Regions from separate parts of the Sus scrofa genome. Here all the other regions are linked to region 1. A link is a contact called in public Hi-C and HiChIP or PLAC-seq data. All regions are on one chromosome and are shown on one strand. Each heading gives the region's core, a stretch centred on a gene start, on an enhancer-like site or on the middle of the called end of the contact. The rest is flanking DNA. Distances are from core to core; before and after follow the strand shown. Region 1 holds the start of OSM (oncostatin-M). Region 2 holds the start of MTFP1 (mitochondrial fission process protein 1). Region 3 has its middle 130 kb from the start of LIF.

Evidence for each region. A called contact is a pair of places that touch in the nucleus more often than the background predicts. HiChIP or PLAC-seq counts read pairs in DNA pulled down with a chosen protein or histone mark.
Region 2: an H3K27ac HiChIP or PLAC-seq map of alveolar macrophages shows a contact between it and region 1. The contact joins the promoter of MTFP1 here to the promoter of OSM in region 1. A contact is called at or near these places in 1 of 5 promoter capture datasets (fetal liver) and 2 of 2 datasets of contacts at active chromatin or transcription factors (alveolar macrophages and skeletal muscle).
Region 3: a Hi-C map of fetal liver shows a contact between it and region 1, with 1.7 times the contacts expected there. The contact joins the enhancer-like site here to the promoter of OSM in region 1. A contact is called at or near these places in 1 of 5 promoter capture datasets (fetal skeletal muscle), 22 of 47 Hi-C or Micro-C datasets (alveolar macrophages, blood, embryonic fibroblasts and 13 more) and 2 of 2 datasets of contacts at active chromatin or transcription factors (alveolar macrophages and skeletal muscle).

Annotation. Positions count from the first base shown.
Region 1 is chr14:47,244,710-47,249,604 of Sscrofa11.1, forward strand. OSM (oncostatin-M) reads right to left here and starts at 2,127. Exons shown (of 3, transcript XM_001929161.4): 1 at 1,980-2,127; 2 at 212-345. The coding sequence starts at 2,013. LOC110256683 (a long non-coding RNA gene) reads left to right here and starts at 866. Exons shown (of 4, transcript XR_002338554.1): 1 at 866-1,260; 2 at 1,883-2,128; 3 at 2,200-2,322; 4 at 2,664-4,895.
Region 2 is chr14:47,390,713-47,394,988 of Sscrofa11.1, forward strand. MTFP1 (mitochondrial fission process protein 1) reads left to right here and starts at 1,866. Exons shown (of 5, transcript XM_001929262.7): 1 at 1,866-2,130; 2 at 2,894-3,021; 3 at 3,379-3,460; 4 at 3,463-3,610. The coding sequence starts at 2,064. It also overlaps a transcript of SEC14L2 not described here.
Region 3 is chr14:47,095,713-47,100,269 of Sscrofa11.1, forward strand. No RefSeq gene overlaps it. Among named protein-coding and RNA genes, the nearest start is that of LIF, 130 kb to the right of the region's middle. Within about 2 kb of position 1,994, at least 1 of the 83 cell types and tissues checked has an H3K27ac peak or open chromatin away from gene starts, as enhancers often do. A contact at or near this core is called in fetal liver, where this site is marked.

The sequences.
Region 1 (4,895 bases), core at 877-3,376:
GCCCACTGAGTGGGGGATGTTGCATGATCTCCTGGGCATCTCAGGGTTAGGCCTGGACTGTTCGCCATGGCCCTGGAGAAACCTGGGGACTCGGTCTCCCCACCAGCCCCGTGCTAAGCGGGGGTTGGGGCGGGTCCTCCCTGGGGCTCACGCCTACCCTAACCCCCCAGTTCTCTGAGACTCAGATGCCCCCCAAGGGCCGGGTGCTCACATAGGGGTCCAGGAGTGTGCTGGTGTCCCGCATGTGGTCTGCCTGATGCCGGAGCTGCCGGAGGAGTTCGTGGTATTTGCCTGAGCACTTGCCCTTGGCCGCCGTGCTCAGGAACAGGAGTCCGAGGACCAGACCTGGGACAGAGAGGGGATGGGTTACCTGACTGTGGGGAGGAAGCCACATGTGGGCAGCTTTCAGAGGGGACGGCGCTCAAGAGGGCCTCGGAGGATACAACTCCATGGTCCACACCTTTGTGCCGTTGAGAGCGGTGCTGGGCACTGCACCTGCACGGGAGCACCTGCTGCCCCTGCCCCCCGCTACCTTCCCAGCAAGTCACTGTTCAGCCCCCGAAACAGTGGCTACAATTCGCCAAGTAGGCCTTTGAGAAGAACTGGTGAGCCCAGCTGGAGTCAAGCCTGCCAACCTCAAGCTGACACCGGGGGCCCTGGTGGGCTGCTCTTCGTAAAACCTCTGGGTTAAGGGACAGCCATGGCCACAGGCCCCTGGGCCCACCTGTAACAGATCCCAGCCAGTCATGCAGTTAGACTCTGGCAGGCTTTGCGGCTCAGGAGCAGCCTGGCACTCTGATCTATGCCCGCAGAACCAGGAAAAGCTGCCTTTCCATCTGAAGCTTCCATCTGGAAAGGATGAGTGAGGCCTTCTAGTCCAGGCCCCCATTTTACTAAAAACAAAGGCACTGAAGGAGAAGGGCTTGCTCAGGTCACCCAAGGCCAGCGCATCCGCTGACCTCTCACACCTCTCTCCTCTCCCCCTAAGTGGCCACTTCTGTCAGGCCCACCAGGGATGCTGTGAGCCAGAATATTCTGGGGGGCGGGTAATTACGGCTCCCCCCACCTCCCCCGACCCACCCACTGAGCCCTGGCAGCCACGTGGTCGGAAGGGCCTGTGGCGCAATGGCCCGGAAGGCAGTGACACCACTTCCCTTCCTAAGAACTGTGGCCCCTTGGGGAAGATGCTGCTAGGAGACTGAGGGGCTAGGTCCCCAGGCACGGCGACCACAAGACACCCCTCGCCACCCTCCCCCCCAGGTATCTGCTGCTGGGCTCGGGCAGGGCGGCTGATGTGAGCAGAGTGCGCGTGGGAGCAGGGTGTCTGCATGGGTGTGTGTCTGGGTCTGTGTGAGGCTCGAGGGAACAGCTGGGCCGTTTTGTCCCATCCACCACAGGGGCCCCGGGGCTGCATGCGGGGGTTCCCAGATTGGTGAGATTGAGGGCTCCGGAAGACATCACGTGGCTCTGTGTGTCTGTCACCCTGTGGGTGTGGCTATATGTGCTGTGTGATTGTGTGGGCTCCAGGGCCCCCGGGGCCTGGCCGATAGTGACCATCCATCCCAGAGCCTGTGAATTGGGGCCAGAAGGAAGCCCCGCAGCCCTTCCAGACAATACACCACAGTCCTGCTCAGCTTCTGCAGCTTCCTCCACTGCCCCAGCACTTCTCCCACCTCCCTCCTGCTTCCCTAGCTTCTCCCGCTGTGATCCCCTTCCCTCATAACCCTTGCTCCCAGAGTCGACTCTATATCACCTACCCCTGGAAGTCCTCCAGGGATACCCTTCTCCACCCTGTGAAGATGCTGTGTTCTCAGTGGACCCCTCTCTTTGCCTGATCCTCTGGCTCTTTCCCTTTCTTAGCATCTTTCTGCCCCGTGTCCAGCCTCCCCAGTTCCCAGAGGACAGCAGCTGGCCCTGCTCCCCACTGGCGCCCATGAGCACAGCAAGCAGGTCCCGGCGGGAAGGAAGGAAGTACTCACTGAGCAGTGTCCTCCGAATACACTGTGCCCGCATGCTGGGTGACCGAGCTCCGGCCTGTGCCTGCTGGGGGTGACACCTCCCGGCTGGGAGCCCTGCGGGCTGGCAGCCACTTTATGCCCGCCGGGGTGATTGGCCAACACCTCGTGAGGTGGGTGGGGAGGGGGAGGGGGGAGGGCAGGCCTTCTGGGAACATGACCCCAAAAACCAAAGTTTCCACAGGCGGCCAATGGGCGCTGGGCGCGGTGGCATGCCTGCTCCTCCTCCTGTTTTCTTCGAATTCGTTCTTCGAGGTCAGCCCCACGCCCAAGGATGATGCAAACCGCAGCCTCAGCCTTTTATGGGGTGAGCAGGGAGCAAGGGGGTCCATGCCCACTGTAGGAGGCTGTGCCCGGGATGGAGGGGAGAGTCCACCAGCAGGCCCCTGGAGGGCCTGATGCAAAGTCCCGGCTCGGGAGCCTTCAGCCTCACAGGCCACTGTGGTTTGGGGCTGAGGGGAGCGAGACATCTTCCTTCTTGAGTGCCCTTCCCGCCCTCCCGCCAGGGCTGTTGGGACATCTGTGAGCGGAAACCACCGGGCTCTGGGCAAAGAGCCAGACCCAGGCTGGCAGCCCCGAGATTGTGGTTATGGCCCCAGGACCTGCATCCCCCAGCAGGACTCCCAGCCACCTCCTCTCCCCCAACAGGCACCCTGCACACAACCAGCCATCCCCAGACCATCGCCCACAACAGGCCCCTTCTCCACAGACAGGACCCTCTGGGGAGAACCAGGCACTTGGAGCAAGAGAAACAGGAGATCAGGTTCAAGCCCACTGACATGCTGTGAGATCCAAGGCAAGTCGCTTAACTTCTCTGGGCCTTCGAGACCCCCACCATCCCCGCCACCTGTAAAATGAGGATTTGAAAAGCATTTCCTGGCCACCTCACAGGGCTGCTGCCATCATGGACATAAAAGGCAAGAGCCCTTTGAAGGCAAAAGGAAAGATGAAAGTCTGATTCCAAGTACGAGCTGTCGGGAGGCGGGGTGGGGGGCGGAGGAGATGGGGAAGCTGTGAGCTCAGAGGGGAAGCCAGAGAAGGGGAGTCGCCGCGGTGACGGTTGGGGACCAGGTTTCACTTTCTCTGAAAGATAGTGATCTTGGGTTGGTCCTCTGCTTCTTGCAGGCGTCAGAATGAAGGGGCCCTGGAGACAGCGCCTCCAGAGGCAGCCTGCTGCTTCACTGGAGGATACACTGAGGCCAGAGAGGGCAGATGACGGGGCAGAGGGCTGGCACACCGTGCCTGCAGCTTCAGCACGTCCACCGGACCTAGACGAGGGTCTTAGCCTGTGCCCAAGGAGTTCTGTGGGGAACAGGGTATCAAAGGCTGAGGAGCCAGGCTGGGGTCCCTGGGGGCGACCGGTGAGGCCTGCACTAGGAAAGCCAAAGTGGCTGGAAGAAGAGACAGGCACCCTCCCACCATCCCCACCCCAGCACCAGTCATCACCATGAAGGCTGTTCCCACCAGCTCTCCCCCTGCAGACACACCCACGCAGTCATTTATGCCATCAACAAACTTGTATTGGGCCCCTGCTCTTGGCTGGCCACTCCCATCTGCTGAGGATCTAGCAGGGGACAAAACCAGAGGAACCCCCATGCCCAGGAGGCTTCCTGCACACACACCCCAACTCCCTGCATGCAGCATGGTATTCATCACACCGCAGCTGCCGCCGCCGCCGCCACTCCCGCCCCCCTCAAGGGCCAGTTCTGGATTCTCCTCCTGAGAACTTCGCTTCTACTAGATTCCTCATCTCAGGTCCCACCCACACAGGCGGCTCCCTGGGATCCTTCTTCATTTTACACCCCTGATCTCATTTTGCCACAACCCTGGGAGGGAGAGTAGCTGGGCGGGGAGGGCATGGCTCCCTTTAACAAGGAAACTGGGAGGAGCTCAGGGACAGGCTCCAGCCCCAAGGGCAAGGTCTGGCTGGAGAGCTTTGTGCCCCTCTCAGGGGCTCCTTGCTGACCGACCGCCATACTCAGGGGACAGCCCTGTGCTTTCACCCCATGGTCCAGAGAGGTTGCATGTCCTCCTCAGCTTAAAGAGGCCCCTGAGGACTTCCCTGGTTAAGGATTAGCAGGTTAAGGATCTGGCATTGTCACTGCTATGGCACGGGTTCCATTTCTGCCCCAGGAAATTCCACATGCTGAGGGTGCAGCCATAAGTAAAGAAAGAAAGAAAGAAAGAATAAATAGATAGACACAAAAATAAAGGAGCCTCCAAGGCCCAGAGACGTTGAGTTTGCCCTGCCTGCAGCTGTCCTTTGTAGAAACATTTAAGAGGAGCAGGGCATGCAAACCAGGGCTATCAAATCAGAAAGACCTGGCTCTGAGCACGAGGCCTTAAACGTGAATATTAGGTCGCTCATGCTGCCATAACCAAATATCACAGACCAGGGGGGCTTAAATGACAGAAAGGCATTTTCTCAGTCCTGGGGCCAGAAGTCTGAGATCAAGTTATCTGTAGTGTTGGTTGCATCCCGAGGCCTCTCTCCTTTGGCTTGTAGACAGCCCCCCTATGGTCGCCTCCCATGTGGTCATCCCTCTGTGTGTCTGTGTCCTCATCTCCTCTTCTTATAAGGACAGCAGTCATGTTGGAGGGGGGCCCACCCAATGGCCTCCTTTTACCTCGATGCCCTCTTTCGAGGCTCTCTCTCCAAATACAGTCACGTTCTGTGGTGCTGGGGGCCATGAGCTCAACCTATGACTTTGAGGACATAAGTCCATGCCTAACAGCTTGCAAGAGGGCATGGCCAGAGGGCTGCAGGGAGTGGGGACCCCCGGAGAGAGTCTGAAGCCAGGTGGAAGGGGGCTGTGATGTGCAGGAGGACAGGGAGTGGCCCCAAGGTGAGGAGACCCAGCTGTCCATCAGAGCAAAGTG
Region 2 (4,276 bases), core at 616-3,115, 150 kb after region 1:
AAATTACCTCTTCCTGTGAGCACCCATACAAAAGCGACAAGTGGGATCAATACAGTAGATCTCAGTGAGGGCATTTCCCATTCTGAGTCTCCCAGGGTGTCCGACCAGAGCAAGGCCTTGCTGGTCCCGTCTCTGGGAGGCCTGCGGTGGGTGCAGTGGGTTCCTGTGCCTGTAGGTGCTGCTGCCCCAGCACGAGGCCAAAGGCCGGGCCAGCACCGGGCAGAGCCAGGGGCTGGGGGCAGCCAGAGAGCCTCGCAGGCCCCCAGCTCCTCCTTCCACAATGACAGGGTGGGGGTGGGGGGAACAGACCTTGCGGCAATCACAGCTCTCCACTCAATCCCACATTCTGCAAACGAACACCAGGCCTTGGATTGCACAGAACCCGAGAAGGCGGTCCCGCCTGGGCCCTCGTGGGCATTCCCTCCCTTCAGAAACCCAGACCCTGGCCCAGCCTGGGGAGAGGTCTGGCGAAGCAGATGGAGGAGGAAGGGGCAAGGCTGGCGCTGACAGGATGGCCCGAGGCCGCGCGGGAGCCCCAGTCAGACTCTTCAGGACATCCTGACCTTGGTTTACAACGCTCTGTTAGGAAAATTAACCCAATGAATAAAGCAATGTTCAGTGCACGGGGAGTAGCAGTCAGTGACCTCCGCCTCGCTCTTCGCGGTCCCTCAGTCAAACCTCCACTTTAGGAGCCCAGCGTTTACCCGCTACTAAGCGGGGCGCATGTGCAAAAACAGCCCGCTGCTTAAGCGCTTTCTCACGGCGCCGGGATGGCCAGCTTGCCTCCTGATTGGCCCAGGCCGCATCTTCCGCCATTTTTGCTGAGGGCACTAAGTGTACTCCTGACTTCCTTTACCGTCAGAGCGGAGGCTCCGCCCCACTCGGGCTTCTCAGGGCAAGCTAACAAGTGCGGGTTTGGCGAGTCCTTGCAGCGCTTGCGGCAGGCCCGGAGTGGGAGGTTGGCTGAGAAGCAACGGTCACGTGGTGTTAGGGACCGTCTCCCAATTCCGCGCGTGCACTGCCAGTATTTCCGGGGCTAGGGATCAGCTTGGGCTCCGAAACAAGCTTCCTGCCAGATCACCAATGAACTGGCTGCCTTATAAGATCCCACCAAAATAGAGACGCCTGAAAACAGGGCCCACAATAGGGAGTCTAGGATATTTATTTGATGATGAGCGCCTCCTGGATACACTGCATCAGCCCTGTGCTTACTGTTTTGGGTTATTGCAAAGACTCAAGGAAACTACAGCCAGAGCGCTTAGTGTACGCTCAGTATGTATTAGCTACTCATTTTTTTACAGACGTGGCTGACAGTTAATAGGCGGCACAACTGGAATTTGAACCCAGGACTGCCTGTCTTTAAAAGCTGTGTCTTTGTTTGCTGATACCCCAAAGGATTCAGAGTTTCACTCGGGTTCTCAACATACACTCCCTCAGTCTCATTTACTGAGCTTACCTTAAGAGCATGGGAACTAGAGCCTCACAGCCTGGAATCAAATGTCGGCTTCACTACTCAGCAGTCGTAGGACCCGGGAAAGTGACCAATTATTTCTATCTCTATTCCTCATCTGTAAAAGGAGGGTGGGGTTTATGCCTGGCTGAGGGGAGGGTTTAAAGAAGTAAGCCATCTGGAGTCTTTAGCCAACAGTCTGGCTGGCACTAAACTCGATAAATGATGAGTGTAATTCATCCTCGAAACTGCCCCAGGAGTAAACCCATCCTGTTTCCTATCTAACAAATAAAGTGACGTGCAGAGAAGTACAGACTCTTGCTCGAGGTCACACAGCTATGAAGCGTAGCATCCGGTATTTGAACCTGCGTCTCTTTGGCTCCAACACTACAGTCAGTGCTGAGAGAGGATCGCGCAACCGTTCAACCCCAGAGAAAACGTGATGAAAATTAATCTGTAAAACCCAAGCTTGGGAGGGGGGCGCCAGTGCGCGAGGGAATTTGCAGACGCTCCCTGCTGGTGGGGACCGCACGACCTGTCCTTCAGTCTGGGACCTTAAGCCGGTCCCGCAGCCGCAGACAGGAGCGCTAGTGGAAGCCGAGGCGGAAGCGTCATGTCTGAGCCGCCCCCGCGGGGGGCCGAGCGCGACCTTTTCCGGGACACGTGGGTGCGGTACTTGGGTGAGCACGGGGCAAGGGGCACGGCGACCCCCACACCACGTGGCTGGGAAGCAGGGGTTCCCAGACGCCGGTCAGGGACATGGCGAACGTGGGAGGGCTGTAGTTCTCATTCAGCCGGGGCAGAGACTGGGCTCAGAGAGGGTTCTGGACTGGCTCAAGATCACACAGCTTGGCCTGTCCAGCCCGGCCCTCACGGTCTCTGCTGGTCTGTCTCCCAGGTGGAAGCTGCAGCCCAAGTAGGTGGATGGGGATGAGTGGGCTGCCCCCTGTGGAATGACTGGACACTGGCTGTAGTCAGGGCACTTGAACTCTCATCTTGGATCAGTCGCTCTGACTAAGCTTGTTTCTTCCTCAGCAAAAAGGGATGAGCACAAGGTCTCTCTCATTGGGTGGTAGTTGTGAGGGTACAATGAGATAAGGTACAGAAAGGCCTGGCACTTAGCGAGTTCCCCGTCAGAGGGGCTGCCTTTAGTCTCTCTCACTGCCTGTCCCCCCAGCCAGCTCACATGCTTCTAGAACCCAGACTATTAAGGCAAGTAGGCTGTGAGAATGGAGACAGTACTCAGCTCTCCCATAAGGAAAGAGTCCAGGTGAGCATCATGGGTGTCATTTTACAGGTGGGGAAACACTCACAGGAGTAAAGTCACTTTGTCTAAGGTCATCCAGCTACTGCTTAGCAGGCTGAGATAAGAACCATCTCCCTCTAGTGCCCTCTTGTGGAACAACCCAACCGCTCAGGAATTAAATATTCCTCCACCACCAGGCTATGCCAATGAGGTAGGGGAGGCCTTCCGCTCCTTGGTGCCAACAGCTGTTGTGTGGCTGAGCTATGGTGTGTCCAGCTCCTATGTGCTGGCTGATGCCATTGACAAAGGCAAGAAGGCAAGAGATGTAAGTGTTAACCTGCCCCTCAACCCCCACCCCAGTCCACTCCCCTTGTGGTCAGTCTACAGCCTTGCATATGGTTAAGTCCCTTGTGGCACAGTCGAGTCCCCACAGCCTGGCCTGGTGCATTCCACACCACAGTCCTGCTTGCAGGATAGGCACCCCACCCCCAACCGTGCAGGTGACATGATCTATACTGAAGTCCTGTTTGTGCATGAGTCAACCTTCAGCCCAGAACCCAACACTAGTGCGGCTCTGTCCCCACCCACCTTCACTTCCCTCTCCCTGGTCCCTCCCATGCTCCTGTCTACAGAGTTTCCTGCTTCTGCCTCTGCTGGGTTATGTGTCTCTTGTACCTACCAGGTGCCAAGCCCTGAGGCAGGCCGCAGCACCAGGGTGACCGTGGCCGTGGTAGACACCTTTGTGTGGCAGGCTCTGGCCTCTGTGGCATCCCAGGCTTCACTATCAACCGTGTGTGTGCTGCCTCTCTCTACATCCTGGGCACTGCCACCCGCTGGCCTCTGGCTGTCCGCAAGTGGACCACTACTGCACTGGGGCTACTGGCCATCCCCATCATCATCCACCCCATCGACAGGTGGGTGCCCCTCCCTGCTTCAGAAAACTCTACAGGTGAGATAATCTTTGAGAAGTGTGGGGTGTACCCACTTTTCACAGAATAAAAACAGCAGAGGCAGGGCCAGCACTTGGGGCTCCTGAGGTAGAAAGGACAATCTATGTCCTTCTTATGATCTGGCAGGCACTTGGGCAGTAAGGTGGGAGGTGCCTTGAGAGTATGGGACTGAGGACAAGTAAATTCCCAGAAAGAAAATCCAGTGTTAGAAAACAACCATAGGTAGCCAGAAACAGTTGAGTCCTGGAGGGGATGGGTTTGAAGTTTTGGTGACAGAAGCCCAACTGAAACTGGGTTAAATAAAATAGGATTGATTGTCTCATGAAACTAAAAATTCAAAGTTGTATTTCTTTCAGATATGGCTGGATCCAAATACCCAACTGATGTTATTAGGGGTCTGGATCTCTCTGCTGCCCTTCTTCCTACCCTACTCTGTGTTGGCTTCAGTCACTTTCCCTCTGTGGGAGCAGAGATGGCTCCCAGTAGCTTCCAGCTTCCCTCCCACCAGCTTAGCAACCCCCACGGGAAGCTGTTTTTTGTTTTTTGTTTTTTTGGGTTTTTTTTTTTTGCTTTTTAGGGCCACACTTGTGGCATATGGAAGTTCCCAGGCTAGGGGTTGAATTGGAGCTA
Region 3 (4,557 bases), core at 744-3,243, 150 kb before region 1:
AGGATGAAATCCTAATTGAATGTGAACTCTGTCCTGGCTTAGTATTTATTCATTTGGCAAATGTTAACTGGGCTCCCTTTATGTGCCTGAAATACGGGAGGTAATGGGAGAGATGAAGTCCCTGCTGTCTGGAGGCTTATATTCTTATGAGAGAGGATAAACAAGTAAACAAAAATTAGTGAAAAAGTTTCAGATAGATCATAAATCTATGAAGAAAATAAAAGGTGGTATGCTGGAGAATGCTGAGGGGAAATGGAGGAAGAAAGATTGGAGGGCAGTCCCTGGAAGGTTCCCCTGAGGGGCCACTGTTTGAGCTGAGATCCAATGGCTAGTCGCCCTATGCAGGTCTGTGAGAGGCAATAGCATGTGACTGGCAGAACAACACAGTATTTAACATTGCAGGTGCTAGAGTCAAATCCCAGCTCTACTGCTTACTAGCTTCATCTATAATAATGTAATACCTACTCAGGGTGTAGCTCTGTCAGAGTGAATAGATGTAGAACACTTAGGGAAGGGCCAGAATATCATCATCATTATCATCCATGAGAGACAACATATTCCAGAGTACAGTTCTGTAAAGTCCCTGAGGCAGGAAGGCATCTTGTGTGTTCATGGACAGAAAGGGTTCCCTGAGCCTGGAGCTTAGTGAGTGGGAGGGAAAGAGGCAGGAGATAAGGTCAGAGAGGTAGGCAGCACGCAGATTGGTAAGGCCTGTGGACCAAGGTAAATTTTGGATTTTATTCTAAGGCAGTGAGAAACCATTAGCAAAGGAATGATATGGTCTGATTTGCATTTTCAAAACTTTTTTTGGCCATAGAACAGGAAACAAATTATAGGAGGAATAGTTTGGAAGAAAGCAGATCAGAAGGAAAGAGATGGCGTTGGCTTGGATAGGGTAAAGAGAATGAAGGTGAAAAGAATCAGATGGACTTGGGATATGTGTTGGAGGTAGACCTGAAAAGCCTTGCCAGTGTATTGGAATGTGGAGAGAGAAGGAAAAGCTGTTGCTGTCACTTTGGTCAATGTGGATAATAGAAACCATTGGTGAGCAAGTTAAAGGCTCATCTTTATTAGGCAACACATTAATCTGAAAAGCAGGAGAATGTTTTATGAAGCGTTAAGAAGGGACAAGTGCCTGCTATAAATATACCTTCCTGGATCAATCAGAGTCAGTTATTAAGGATTAGCATCTTCTGTAAAACAATTACAAACATAACTTATTAGCTGCGTCAAGGAGCAAATAATAATGGGTTAATAAAATTATAATCATTAATAATACAATTAAAAAAATAAAAGACAGCTCAGAGCATCAAAAGCTAGAGTCAGTCGAGAAACATGGGCAGGCAGGAAGAACAGGCATTGTTTACTTGACGGGGCAACTACACTTGGCATCAATGAAGAGAGGATGTTGTATATATAGCCTGTCTGGAGTGAACCTGTTCCTGTAGGTACCTCTAGTTTCACATACCTCTCCTACTGAACTCACAAAGCAGACTTCTGAACTTGGTTTGGTTTCTCAAATAGACTCTCTTGCTAGAAAAAAATATTCTTCTCTTAAAATTAACACCAGTCAGTCTTCTCCGAGTTTAAGCAGCATGAGCCAGTTTCCTCAGTACCTGCTCATCTGTGATTAATGGGATCCCAAATCTTAGAATAAACAAAAGTAACAAGAACATTTTGATTCTTTCTAACCAATCTAACATTCTCATGCCCACATTGTCAAGAAGCAAATGCTGACAGATAAATGAAGGGTATTTTTTATTTTTTGACTTAAACTTTGCCAGTCTTTAGTAACTTTTCCAGCTCTTATGAACAGACCATTGTTGATCCTTGAAAAACACAAGGGTTAGGGTGGTGACCCCCATGCAGCAGAAAACCTGTATATAATTTATAGTGGATCCTCCATATACACAGTTCCTCTGTGTCTCTGTGTCAGCACCCTTGGTTCAACAGCTGCAAATCATGTACAACTATGTTATTTACTGTTGAAAAAAATCTATGTGTAAGTGGGCCCGCATAGTTCAAACCTGTGTTGTTCAAGGGTCAACTGTACATGTATCTGGGTCAAATGTTAGCTTCAACTACCAGGCATGCAGTATTTTAAATGGACTATATTTCTCTTGAGGAAATTTGTCCCTTTATATCTAGCTTATTTATATTTATTTATATTTGTCCCTATTTATAGCTAGCAGATAGCAGTGGTATCTACATTTTAGTGCAGGATAAAACAAACAAACAAACAAACAAAAAACACAAAAAACCCATACCAGAGAGATCCTGGTTCCTTTTTAATTTTTTCTCATTTTCCTGTTGCCATTCTAGTCTTCCCTGAATTACTGTGGAGTCTCTTAAAGGCTCTCTTGGTTTCCACTTCTCTGTAGTCTTAAAATAGCCAAGGTGATCTTTAAAAATGCAAATCACTCTCATGCTTAAAATCCTTCAGTGGACTTCTGATTTCCTTAGAATATAATCCAAACTCCTTACCATGGTTAACAAGGCCCCACAACTTCCTCTACAACCTCACTCATCCCCTACCCTCTCCCTGTGCTCATTCATTGTCAGCCACTTGGTCTCCTCTATGATCCTGGAATAGGCCTCCTTTCCTATTCCAGAGCCTTTGCATTGCTATTCCTTCTTCCTGGTGTGCCCTGCCTTTCCCAAGGTCTGCACATACTGACTCCTCTCGTCACTGAGGCTCAGCTCAAACATCACCTCTTTAGCAAGGCCTTCCTTGACCCTTCCAAATTAAATCAGCACCTCTCCTTTCTCACAGTATCTGCTTCATATTGTTCACAACACTTATTACTACCTGAAATTATTTTGTTTACTTATTTATTGACCATTTCTTCCACCAGTCTCTGTAGTCCAGAAGAACTTTCCTGTCCAGTGAAAAGTCCAGGGACCTTTTCTGTTATGTTAGTCACTGTGACTCCAGCACCTGACACAAAGTAGACAGCCAATAAATACCTGTTTCATCAATGAATGGTTTCTTAATTAGTTCCACTGTTATGTACCTAAGCTGGGTCAAATACTTGACTCTGTGCTTTAGTTCTCCAGCTTTAAAATGGTAACAATAGAATATGCCATCTAACTCATTTTTAGAATGGAGGCGAATAATTGTTTTTGTATCTGGAAGTATTACTCCTGAATAATGTAATGCTCTAAAAGAAACAGGTATAGGAAGTAAAGAGGCTTACAATGAAAGTGTTACCTATTATCAGATAATGAAAGTATCTCTTACCTATTATCAGATAAGATTCTGGATTTTTAAAAGTAATTTCCTTCTCTATTTTCTTTGATATTTTTAGAAAGTGACTGAGATATACCAGTTCAAATTCAAATACACAAAAGAAGGAGCCACTATGGATTTTGACAGGTAGAATCTGTTTAATGAACATGAGAAATACATGGGATTGGGTAAACATAAGCCCTTCGAGGCCAGAGATAGGCATTATACTTCCTTTGTAATTTCTCCAACAATCCTACAAAATACTACTATTATAAAAAGGGACTGCAGTAATTGTTCAAATTTTTGAAATCCATGGATGAAGCTGGTAGGAGAAGAGGCTTCCTTTGCTTCTTCCCCTCTTCTTGTAGGTGATGTTAATAGGGTCTAAAGGCAAAGTTTATTGGCTAAGGGTTCTAATTCCTAAGGCGGAAAGATCTAGCTTGGAACCCTAGCTCTATTACTGGTCATACAATTTTAGGCAGAATAGTCAAGCTCTCTAAATACTAGTATTCTCATCTGCACAGTGGAATTAATATCTACTTCATATGGTTGCTGTGATTATTAAATTATAGTACATATATAAAGATTTGCCTATGCCTGGCACATAATAAACACACAATAAATGGTACCTAGTGTAGTGGTGGTTGTTATGGTGGTGGCTTGGAGGCAATGGTGGTTGGTGGGTGGCATCACAGTAGATATTAAATAATGAGACTGTCTACCTGGTGTTGATTGAAGAGCTCCAGGAGGCCAAAGTTTCTCAATTGCTATGCCAAGATATCAATCCTTTCTACTCTCAATATAGCCAGATCAGGACTGGGGTAGATGAAACCCCTGAGTTATTTACCTATAGGCATGAATATTCTCATCTGCTCACTCCAGTATGTCATCCAAATATAATTACCTATGCATCCCTACATGCATTAGGAAAGTACTGGAAAGTACTGCATTTCCTATCAAGTCTTAAATTCCAAATTTTAGATATACTAATGGGTTAAATGGCAAAGACAATTCATTTGCTTCAGAAGTCCTTAGTGCAGATAGAAATGTTTTATTGAGGAGCAACATTTATTCCTCTCCCAGTAGCTTTTGGATTCAGATAGAGCTAAGTATGCTGATGAGATGGAATAGAAATGGAGAGGGTGTGTGCTGGTGAAAAGCCCTGGGTGGTAGAGAGCTCCATATCAGGGGGAAGAGTTTCTCTGAAAAGAACAACTCTGAAGAGAAATGTGGTTTAATTCGCAATCTTCCATGGCATTAGCTCAGTGTCATCATTTACTACAAGTCTGATGATTTCTCTCCAAGATTCACACCCTTAATTATCCTCT